Linked DNA regions of Bactrocera dorsalis: region 2 is linked to region 1. The links are chromatin contacts, called in public Hi-C maps. All regions are on one chromosome and are shown on one strand. Each heading gives the region's core, a stretch centred on a gene start, on an enhancer-like site or on the middle of the called end of the contact. The rest is flanking DNA. Distances are from core to core; before and after follow the strand shown. Region 1 holds the start of LOC105228423 (CDK5 and ABL1 enzyme substrate 1). Region 2 overlaps LOC105228423 (CDK5 and ABL1 enzyme substrate 1).

Region 1 (5,483 bases), core at 1,787-4,286:
TATACACTGTTAACAATAAGCGGATCTTATCTCCAAATAAAGGAAGGGGAGCACAGTATAAAGGCGTAATCTTTTCTATTATAATTTCGGATTTCCTAACAAAATCAAAGCAAAATTAATAGAGCTAGTGGCAGTTGATAGCACTCCTCACTTTCCTCGTCAACACCTTACTCCAACTTAGTTACTAACTTACACAAATTAACTACTCACCATGAATAACCAATTCGGAATCGCGATTTATTTCGTACAGACGTATAGCTTCGTCCAATTCCATTTGTGTTGATATCGTGCACGGATCATTCTCTTCGTCCACCCACTTGATGGTGAAGGGCTGCAAAGAATTTTAAGTAAATTTAAATAAATATTTCCCAAAAATTTATGTAATTGTTTACCTGATCGGATGGAAAGCGGCATATACCACGTATCTCATGGCATAGATTTTCATAAGTGATATTTTCATCTATATAAGTGATCATTATTTCGCCATTGTAGGCAGTTTTGACCTTAATCTCATTGGTGGCACTGTTGGCATTGGTGCCGTCCGGAATAATTTGCGAAGGCATTTTCTGCATTTGTAATTAAGCGTTAAATGGATGCGTATTTCTTTGATGGCGTGGAATATGCTTAAAGCAGAAGATTTTCGCTGGCGACGTTTAGTTTCTGGTCACAAATAAACAGTGGCTGAAAAGAGAGAATAATTTATAAATGTAATTGTTATTTTTCATCTATAAATAAAAAGTCTTGTTGTTCTTTTTCATTGGGAGCGTTTTTTACGTGGCGGGTCCCAAGCCCAGCGCACAACCCTGCGGAGGAGATGTTTCGCCTTGTTACTTTAGTTCGCCTTCAAACGAATGTTCTTAGGCTACCCAGAGAATACTTGGTCAAAGACCGGAAGTCGTGAACTACTTAGGCCATATGTAAAAGAATCGTTTATGGCCACTCTCTGGTGATCAGAGAACTTTCCTCACTTGCGTGAACTTCTACATATGATTCCAAAAATAAGACATAATTTGGTGAAATGGTTCTTTTTTCTACACAATTTAATTTTTTTAATTGAGAAAAAAATAGTCTGCATTGTAAAAACTTAAGTTTTTCATAATAACTTTTGGTATAATTTTAATTTTTCATTTTTATTATTATTTTCATAGTTTTCTTCATAGTTTTAGTAAACACTGTAATTCACATGCTTCTCTGCCGCTTTACATATACAAGATTCGAGTGGGCGATAAATACAAGTACATTTACGCCAGCAGCATCCCACCTCCCTGCATCAGTGTGTATATGTATGTATATTAAGCGCTACAACAAAAACGTTCATGATGTTGTTGAAATACGAAATGTAAACAAATGCGTGAATCCACAAGTGGTCATACGGGTAAGGTATATAAATATAAACACGACAACGCGGCAAATATGTATGTATGTCACAAGCTAGCTATTATTTAGTTTTAAACAGAGTGAAATTGGCGTATATTTAATCAAAACTTTTAATTACAACTATATAATTTTTTGCATGTTAATTATTTTCGCACTTTAACACACATTTAAAACACTGTGGCAACACTTGCGACAGTAATTTGACTGCCCTTCATTACTGCCTTTCGTTGCCTAGCCAGCCGGCAATGAATCATGCAACAAGTTGATTTCGTTAAAATGCCTCACTGTGCTGACGTAAAACACCAATAGTACAACGATTAACACATTCCAAATCTTAGATAAATTAGTATTTAGCACAACCACCAACTGCACGCAGTTAATAAATACACGTTTTGACTTTTAACACATTTCTTTGCAAATAAGTGCTGATATGCGAAAAATTACAGCGGTCTCTAATTATTTGCTATTGCAATACTTATACCAGCCAGCGTGGTGTTCCACTTAATTGATTGCATATTTTGTCGTACATTGACCACTTGTGGGATGATAATATATAGAAAGTCGTAGTGCTTCCGATCTGTTTGTGCTTGTCTATAATTCGCAGCTTATTTCTTACAGCTTATTGGTACTTATGTTACATTACTCAACAGCAATTCTTCCATTATAACGATTTCCTGCGTATTAGTTGCATTCTACCACACATATTTTATGCGCTTATTCCACACCCCAACTATGTACTGTTGGCCAATAGGTATTAAGTAGTATGTGAACGTACTTGGTTAACTTGCCGTTTTAGGCCAAGTCTACTGTTATTCCACCTTTTTTCCACAAATTTTTTACCTTTCTTCACTCTGCGTACACTTCTTTATGTTCACATTTGCCACTGCTTGCTATTCTTATTTTTTTCTATTCTCATTCACAAATTTATAGCGAATATAATGTCTCAAATGTAATTAATTCGCATTATTAGAATTTAAAACAACATAAAACAAAAACACAATAAACTCAAGTAAACAAAACTAAAATTAATTAAGATTTTAATTAGAAAGAGGCCAACAAATTTATTTAGTTTAATTGGGTGAGCGGCACGACAACCGTAAACAAGATAAAACTTCGAGTGTGCGAAGAAAAATGGTAGATGTGCAGAGTTGCCAGTTATTTGCAGCAAAGTTGCATGACAGTGGCACATCCTCCTACGAGCGAAAAATAGTTATTTTCAGAAATAGTAAGTTTATTAAAGTTAGTAGACCTTAAAAATAACTAAAATTTATATAATGTCTAATCCATAACCGTCAAGTTTTCGCTTAAAAAAATGTAATAGCTAAAGGTATATACTTGACAGCGTAAATAAGCAGAGAACGTAAATGATATACGTTGTCTGTAATAAGCCCAACCAATTGGCAGCATATGTAAAAAATAGATATATTTTGTGTTTGTAGCTTTATTAAGAAAGATATTACATTCAAATATCAAATTGTAATTATTCTACATATATTCTTATTATTTTTGTATATTACATCCAAGTTTAATAACAGTTATTATGCAAATACGATAAATACCCTTTTGTCATCCACGGTTGGCAACGCAACGCGGCACCTAAACTTGGCAGCACTTTTTTTGATATTTTGTTTTGCACTCTTTCTTCGTTTAGAGTTGTCAGATTATTTCATCAGTCCGAAAAATTCTCTCTCCTGGAAAAGTTCACATCTGTTTTTAGTGTTGTGTGATAACAGTTTATAATCTGTTATTTTCCATAAAATTATCTAAAAATTGCATATTAAATACGTGTGTATTGTGTCTTAATTGTATATGTAACATTTAATGTTTGAAAAATAAAACAACGAATAAGCTAAATTTGTATTTTGTGAGACAATCGTAATCGTAAGGTGGACATTGGCACGGGTACGTACGAAGAGACTCGCAACGAGTAGATAAATAGCGAAAGCGTGTGCGATTTTCGTAAATAACAGAGAAGAAAACGAACTTGATGTCCACCGTTTTTCCGGAGACCAAACTTGTGGGCGTAGAGTACAAATTAGTTTGACGAAAAACGCAAGGAATTACTGCATCAGTAAAGAAACTTACTGTTAAAGAATTATATTGGAAATTAGCCGTGTTGTAATAATGTGCAAGTGCAGTAATTTAACAGCAAATTTCCACTTACGGTTTTGTGCCGAACGCGTATTGTAAACCTTTGTCAACAAGCGATTTTTCATAGCAAGTGTATACAAAAATAGACAAAATGATTCGCCTGAAACAATTTTAACTTAATACAAAATAAACCATTAAAATATATATAAATAACGCAACTTTACGTCACAACCACTGTTGCTGGGCTAAACGAACGCGTGTGCATTTATATTTTAAAACAAAGTGTGTGGTTTCTTTTTGAAGTGTTTGCCAAAATATCGAAAATAAATTAGAAACATTGTTGGTAAGTGGAAACAAATATAAGTTATGCAAATTTTCTGCTTATTACATATGTGCATATACATATGTATATTTGTATATATAAAATACATATGTATTTATGTCGTATAAACATTTCTAATCCTACTTCACACACCCAGTAATTTTCTTTGCCATTTGGCTGTAATTTACATGAACACGTAAGTATAACTGCACGTAGCAGGGTAAAACTTTCCGGAATTTTCCACTGGTCATCTCCATCTCCTTTTTATGCCGTTTTGCCATCCGCTATTTGCGGCTATCGTTCGTGCATGAGTTATACTCTTCCCTTTTTTGTTTTGATCTTTTTATTCTATTTTGTTTCCATTACTTTTTGTTGCAACCTTCGCCACTACGACAGCGGCTGCTATTTACGAAGGAATGCAGGCGAAGAAAATCGATTTTCTTCACAAAAATAAAGATGATATAGTGGAAATAGATGTGTACACACATACATATGTTCGAACGTATGTGAATACAGTAGAGGCCCGTTAATCCGGATCAATTAAAACCGGCCCCTATCCGGAATATAAGGGAATCCGGATTACCAAAGACATATCAGAACTACGTATTAAGAAAAAATATTTATAAATTTCTGTTTGTTTATTATAACAAATAATACACATATTCCAAAAAAAGACTTAAAACAATCCATTGAAAATAAACGTTAGAAATTTGTATGTATTAAGCGGTGTAATATAAATTCTAAATTTAATTGAAAAAAAAAACGGTTAATTTTGTTGGGCGAACGCTTTTTTGTTTAGCCTCCATTGCTCGCTGCCGTAGCGTTCTAAGAAGCGAATGTAGTGAATAATAAACGTGTGATCCGGAGTAGAGAATACGGATAGAGAATGTCGGTCCGGATTACAAGGGACATAATAGAAAATTTGAATTTTTTAATCCTGTCCGGATTACAGTGGAATCCGGATTAGGCCGTGTCCGGATTAGCGGGCCTCTACTGTACATGTGCAGACCTGAAATGTGTCGTCTTGGGTTTAGTGATATTTTTGCTTGCTATCAGATTTTCAAAAGCCCTTGAAAATTTGCTAACAGTTTTTAATATACATAAATGTTTCGCTTTCCGTATCATTCACAAGAGTTTACCTTGTATATCATCTGAAGCGAATTGGAAAACCATTAAACCGCAGTTCACATATGTATGTTCCCAAGCCTCCTCTTGTATGTAACTAAATTGCAAAAACAAATCTCCAAACAAATAATCGCAAATGTTGTGTTGCTAAGTGCCAACATGGACTTCGGAAAATCGATCAAATTCATAATGAGCAAACATACAACAAATGCGAACAACCGTTACATTGTAAAATCACATGAAACTTTTCGCCAATATACAAAAGGCAATAGCAACAAACCAACCGACTGGCTGCTTACTCCACTACATGCCTATCGTCATATATGCATACTACACATTTAGGCATATAAGTGAAATTCATCGTATCATTCCTGTTTTTCTGGCACGTTCCATTCAACGAATCGTCAGCCAGTCGGCAAGCCAATAAGCCGGTCGATTGTCTAGCCTGACGGCGTTTCAGTATTGTCTGCTTACATCGTTCGTTGTCTTCTGTAATATTCACAAGTCTTGTGACTGCATAACTAGTGCAACGTTCCCAACAATAATAAAAAAAAAATCTATATGATGA
Region 2 (5,483 bases), core at 947-3,446, 44 kb after region 1:
TTCATTGTAATGTAAGTCAATTAAGAAAACTTAAAAACATTATTCAAAAGTAATTCGAAATTCTTATACCTCCAGAAACTCTCGAAAAAATATTCGTGGTAAGTGGGATCGTGGTTGAGTATTTAGTTCTGCTACAATTTATAGTGACTATACAAGTTATGATAACGATATATGTTCTCATTTTCTTTATTTCTAAAAAAATCACTAAAAAGTCAGCGTAGTCAATTGCGATTCTTATGATTTTTTTTTTCTAAATTTTCAAAAAATTTTTCTAAATGTTTACATATTTTTATGAATTTTTTTTCTAAATTTTTATGAATTTTTCTAAATTTTTATTAAATGAACATAAAAAGGCTCTTGACAAAAAATGTTCATTCGTTAAGGCTCTATGTTTGAAAATAAATCTCTTTGAATAAATCCATTATATTCAATTCTCTCTCGTCTTTCAAACTTTTTAGGTAAGAAATGTGTAAAATATATTTAAATTTCTTTAAAGTTTCAATAGGCAAACAGAAAATACAACAAGCATTTGCTTCGGTTTGCTTTTTTAAGAGTTTGATAGTGAAACAACAATAGCAAAAATAGTGTATCAACTTTAAGAGACTCCATATGAATTGCATAAGTGCGTCATGTGTATGCACGCCTACATACTATATACATACATACAAAAGTACATACTTGTATTGTATATGTGTAAGTTATCAAACGAAAATCGAAAACACACTTGTGAGGTCATCAAACTACAAGCATACACACATATACATACTTATATAAGTATATACATATACAAACATACATACGTGTGCATATACGAAAAGTCAATCAGTCTCAAAGGCGCTGCTTGTGTATTTATATGCTCTTCTTGTATACATATGTATGTGTGTATATTTTTAAGTATATGTGCACTTGTACTGCACATTCGAGCAGCTAACAGCAACTAGACTTTCAACAATAGCATTAGAAACCAGCACAATGAAGAATCTCAATTCACTTGCAGTCGACTGTTCTTTTGGAAATTCCTAAGCATTTGGTATTAAACATTTTGTGTGTAAAGCGTATGAGTATATACTCAAAATATACCCTGTGAGAAATTTTTCGGTGGAGGTCTTCCTCTTCCTCGACTTCCCCCCGCGGGTAGGGCGTCGAATACGTTCAGAGCTGGCCTTAGCCGCTGTCTCTTAACTCACTGAACGGTGTCAATGTCGTCGAATATCTCGTACAGTCCATCGTTCCATCGGCTGAGGTATTCGCCGTTTCAAATGCGCTAAAGAACCATAGATCCTCCGCAGAACCTTTTCCCCGCCGGCCCCCGCCGCTTTGTTGTTCTTCAGACGGGTAATTGCTATTCAGACATCTTCATGGCCGGCAATGGAACGTCTGCTCCATCGTTATTGATTGAGGAATCCAACCTGCCATTCAGCAGGATGGAGAACTCTTCCCTCCATAATTTCAGTATGGTCTGGACGCAAATCACTAGATTATCTCTGGGGGTTCTTCAAGAGTCTTGTGGAAGGTTTTGAAAAGGTCGGTTTCTTGAATATAGAGTCCGAAAATTAATGCTCGGATTTCGCTAATGTCTCCATGGTTTAAAATTCCTATTTGGTCATGTACAAAAAATCGGTATTGTATTTTTGGAAAAGAAAAGAATACTTTCAAACGTAGAATGACGAAAACAAACACTTGTTTGAAATTGGGATCTCACACACACACATTTACACTCCCATATGTATGTATGTGGAAATACGCTTAACGGAACAACTAGTGGTCTACAGAATCGCATACCGCTCACTTATCAACAATTGTTTTTGTTTACTTATATGTATGTTGTTGTTGAAACTTCGAAGTCTCAGTTATATATGTATGTACGTACGTACTACACTCAAAAATCAACCGAAAACTAAACTGCGTACCAACACGCACGCAACACTGTCCCTCCGTAGCTCCCCCGCCACCACCAACACCAGCACAAACGCATTGCATTTTTCCATTTCTCGCTTGATTCGCTAAGCGTGCAAGCGACTTGCTGTTTGTCCATTCATTTGTGCGCTCGCATTTCCGCTTTCCACGTAAAACATTTTCCATACACCTACACACACACACACATATGTACATACATATACATATATACGACTACATATGTATTGCCGACCACAGAAGCAAGAAAATTTTTCGCGTTGCGTCGAGTCGAGTCATCGCGCGCTGTGCCACTTGTGCCGCATTGCTGGGCGCCTGTTCTTTTACTCCAACTAATTAACAGTTTATAATTGTTACCTCAAACCGTTAGCCGACCGCCAACGCGCCCACAATGCGGGTGCGTGTGCTTGTGTGGCCGCCAATGTTGACACTTGACACCCGAGTCTTAATTAATTGTTAAATGGCCGAAAATGCAGCAGGAGTAGCGGGGAAGCGGGCGGTGGTAGGTATAAGAAAAACACACACACACACAGGCGCGCAAGCAGAAATTGCATTAATTGCCTTTTCCAACACACATACCCACCCACAATCTCGAAAGTTGCTTTTAGCTGTGATGGCTGCGTTTTCGGTTGAGTGTAGGTAAGTATGTATGAGTTCGTGCTTGTATGTGTGTAAGCACGCCAGCAGCAGCCATTTTTAATTGTTACGCCCCATGCGTTGTTGCTGCCTCCTCACACAACTCCCCAACTAGACAAAACTGCCATCGCCAGCAAGCAAACAAACCTCTCTCTCTATTTCCACCAGCCTTCGCCACAAGTTCGTCCAATTAGCCGAGTTTTGTTTCCACATCACAAAGTCCAAACTCCAATTGGCCATATCAAAGTATTTTTATGCCATTTTTATATGCCTCTTCCCCTTCGCATACCGCTTAATTGCTACCACAATACTTCCCTCAGCTGTTTTCCGCCTCGCTGCACCCGCTTTTCGTCGTACCGCCTGAAGATTCGTGCTCATCGCAACGCATCGCTTTTCTCACTGCGAAAGCAGCTTTTCCATCACACCCTACCCCACTGCATTTCCGTCTCAACACACACTGTTATCGACACACTTCTATTCTAACCGTTATTTACCGCATACATTCACACATCCACCCAGCTGCTGGTCTAACTAACTGATCCAACACTATCTCTTTGCCCTTCAAGCATACACACATACACACATATGCATATCCATGACTCACATCACTATCTTTCATCCAAGGCATGCATGCGTTGTTCGCATGTCCATCAGTTTAGTTTCGCTATTTGATTCATTAAATTTTGTAGCCTCGACCTAGACCAATTAACTCAGGGTGATTTGCTGGGCGCTCAGACTTTTGTGCTGCACTGTTTTTCTCTTATTTTTTTTCCTCAAAATATTTTTTCCCTTTCATTTTGTGTGGTGTTTCTTCTTGTTTCGTCACTAAGTTTTTCATTGCCAGCAAACCATTTTTCGGCTACACACTCTGCCTTGCCTTGCCTATGCCGTGCTATGCTATTTCGGTTGGTTGGCCCACCACTCGGCTCCACCGCACACTCCATGCGGCTGCGTTTCGTTTCGTCTTGTAATTAAAAACACAACTTTTCTTTCCTAATACTGATAACGTCATTTAGCTTCGCTTCGTCTCTCTACTTCTCTTTCCCCCTATAGCTTCTTTTTGGCGTTTGTAGTTATGGTAGGACGCGGTCCCTTGTTGAATAGCCAATCTTTTATCTTCGCTCATTCAATTTGTAAATGTTTCCATTCTGCGTGTGTAGCGTGTTTTTGTGTTTTCCTTTGCTTCAATTTAATTTCATGATTTTAAGTGTCCTACAGTGAAGGTTCTTAAAAGTGTAGATTTCGTAGGAAAAAAAATCTTTGAAGCTTTTTCAAGACAGCTTTTCTCAGTTTTATATCATTGTTCCAAAATGATTTGCAATGGACGACTGTCCAAGTGAGATCCCTGTTCCGATCAATCTCTTAATCCTAACCTAACCTCTGAAAATATCTCTAGATATCTTATTTGTTTGAGGTTATAAATGAAAAAAATTAGTTTTTAATATTTTAATAAGATTGTGTTGGTTATATCTGATAAGTATTTGGAGTATATTCGTTTCAAACCCTGTTCTGTGCCATCTCAAACAGGAAATCATCATAATTTCTGCTTTTCACTTCGAATATTTGGTTTAGCCTTTTTTCATTTTCCATTTTCTTAGGTTCTAAATATCAGTTTTTTTATCAAGTACTATTCTAGTCAACAAAAAGATATTGGGTTTCCTTCCTTTTTATTTGAAATTTTCAAGTTAACTACAATTTCTGAAATTTTGGAAAAAATTTTACTATAGAAACTACGGAGTTATGTACTATATGTACATATATATAAATAGTCATCCATTTCGATGTTCCCTACTTTTTTGAAGAAAAAACACAGAAATTACAAATGTAATGGGGAATGTCGCCATTGACGGTTACGTTCTTATCGACACCATTTTATGGACCGATGAATTCATCCGTTGCTTTTTCTGGATAAAATGACAACTCTTGAATCCATCCAGTGTGCTCTTCGTCTTAAATGCGCCAATTTTGCCCGGTTACATACCCGTTGAGCCAGGAATCACATTCATCCTCATGGCTGAACAAAATTAGGCTCGAAAATATCAGATCTTCCTAGAACTTTCCAAGAGCCCATAGAACGAAGAAGTTCGAGCGGCTTCGGTTCTTACACAAGCTATATTTTGTACGCTTTCAATCTTAACGTAAAATGCGGCAAGTTTTTCCATATGTCAGTCCGAGTTGCTGCGCACAACGTCGAATCGCCTCTCCGCAGTCTCAGTGTAAGTGTCGCGTGATCTGTCAAAAACGGCTACTGAAAAAGTAATATACAAAATGTCTTAAGATTAATTAAGAAACAAATTCACTATTTAAATATCTACGACCGCCACTGTAGACAAAGTAAATAAAAGAGAAAGACACGTTGCAGTAAAGAAAAGGCAATAAAAAATAAGAATATATACTCGTGTGTCTATCCCATTGGATCTCTAAAATTGAATGCACCTCTGTGCCCATAATCAACACTATTTAATGAGCAGCAACAACAAGCGTCCAACAACCACCATCAGCTAGCAGTGAAACACTTGCTTACGATCAACGACAAGTGTTTTCGAAAACGAAACAGCAAAATGAGCAAGAACAACTTATTTATGTACTCGCCTTGTGTGTAGGTCGAAAATAGCCGCGCCGCCGACTGCGCAAAGGGCCACTACATGCAATTCGATAATGAAAATTGCCGACAATCGTAGGGAGCGCGACGTTTGTGGTGCTGTGTCTGCTTGTCGTCTCTTCTGTGTGCCTGGTTGTGGCTGTTCGCTCGACGGCTGCCAAATTCACCATACGCCACGATCACCCAAAACGACGTACGCGCGTCTCGAGCGATCGCTTGGGGCCAATTTTGGGGCGTTCGTTTCAGCTGCTAGCCAGCAGATAAAAGTAGCTGTTGGTTGACGTAAAAAGTGCGTGAGGTCATGCAATGCCCATACGATTTTTGTTGTTGC

The links. A called contact is a pair of places that touch in the nucleus more often than the background predicts.
Region 2: a contact with region 1 is called in a Hi-C map of whole body, with 4 times the contacts expected there. The contact joins the enhancer-like site here to the promoter of LOC105228423 in region 1. A contact is called at or near these places in 2 of 2 Hi-C or Micro-C datasets (both in whole body).

What each region holds. Positions count from the first base shown.
Region 1 is chr3:6,267,341-6,272,823 of ASM2337382v1, forward strand. It overlaps LOC105228423 (CDK5 and ABL1 enzyme substrate 1), which reads left to right and starts at 3,037. Exons shown (of 9, transcript XM_049453616.1): 1 at 3,037-3,811. It overlaps LOC105228480 (atypical protein kinase C), which reads right to left and starts at 2,508. Exons shown (of 10, transcript XM_049453613.1): 1 at 2,218-2,508; 2 at 393-681; 3 at 211-331. The coding sequence starts at 572.
Region 2 is chr3:6,312,490-6,317,972 of ASM2337382v1, forward strand. All of the region lies in intron 2 of LOC105228423 (CDK5 and ABL1 enzyme substrate 1), which reads left to right. Among protein-coding and RNA genes, the nearest start is that of LOC105228424, 39 kb to the right of the region's middle. Within about 2 kb of position 2,197, the one cell type or tissue checked has open chromatin away from gene starts, as enhancers often do.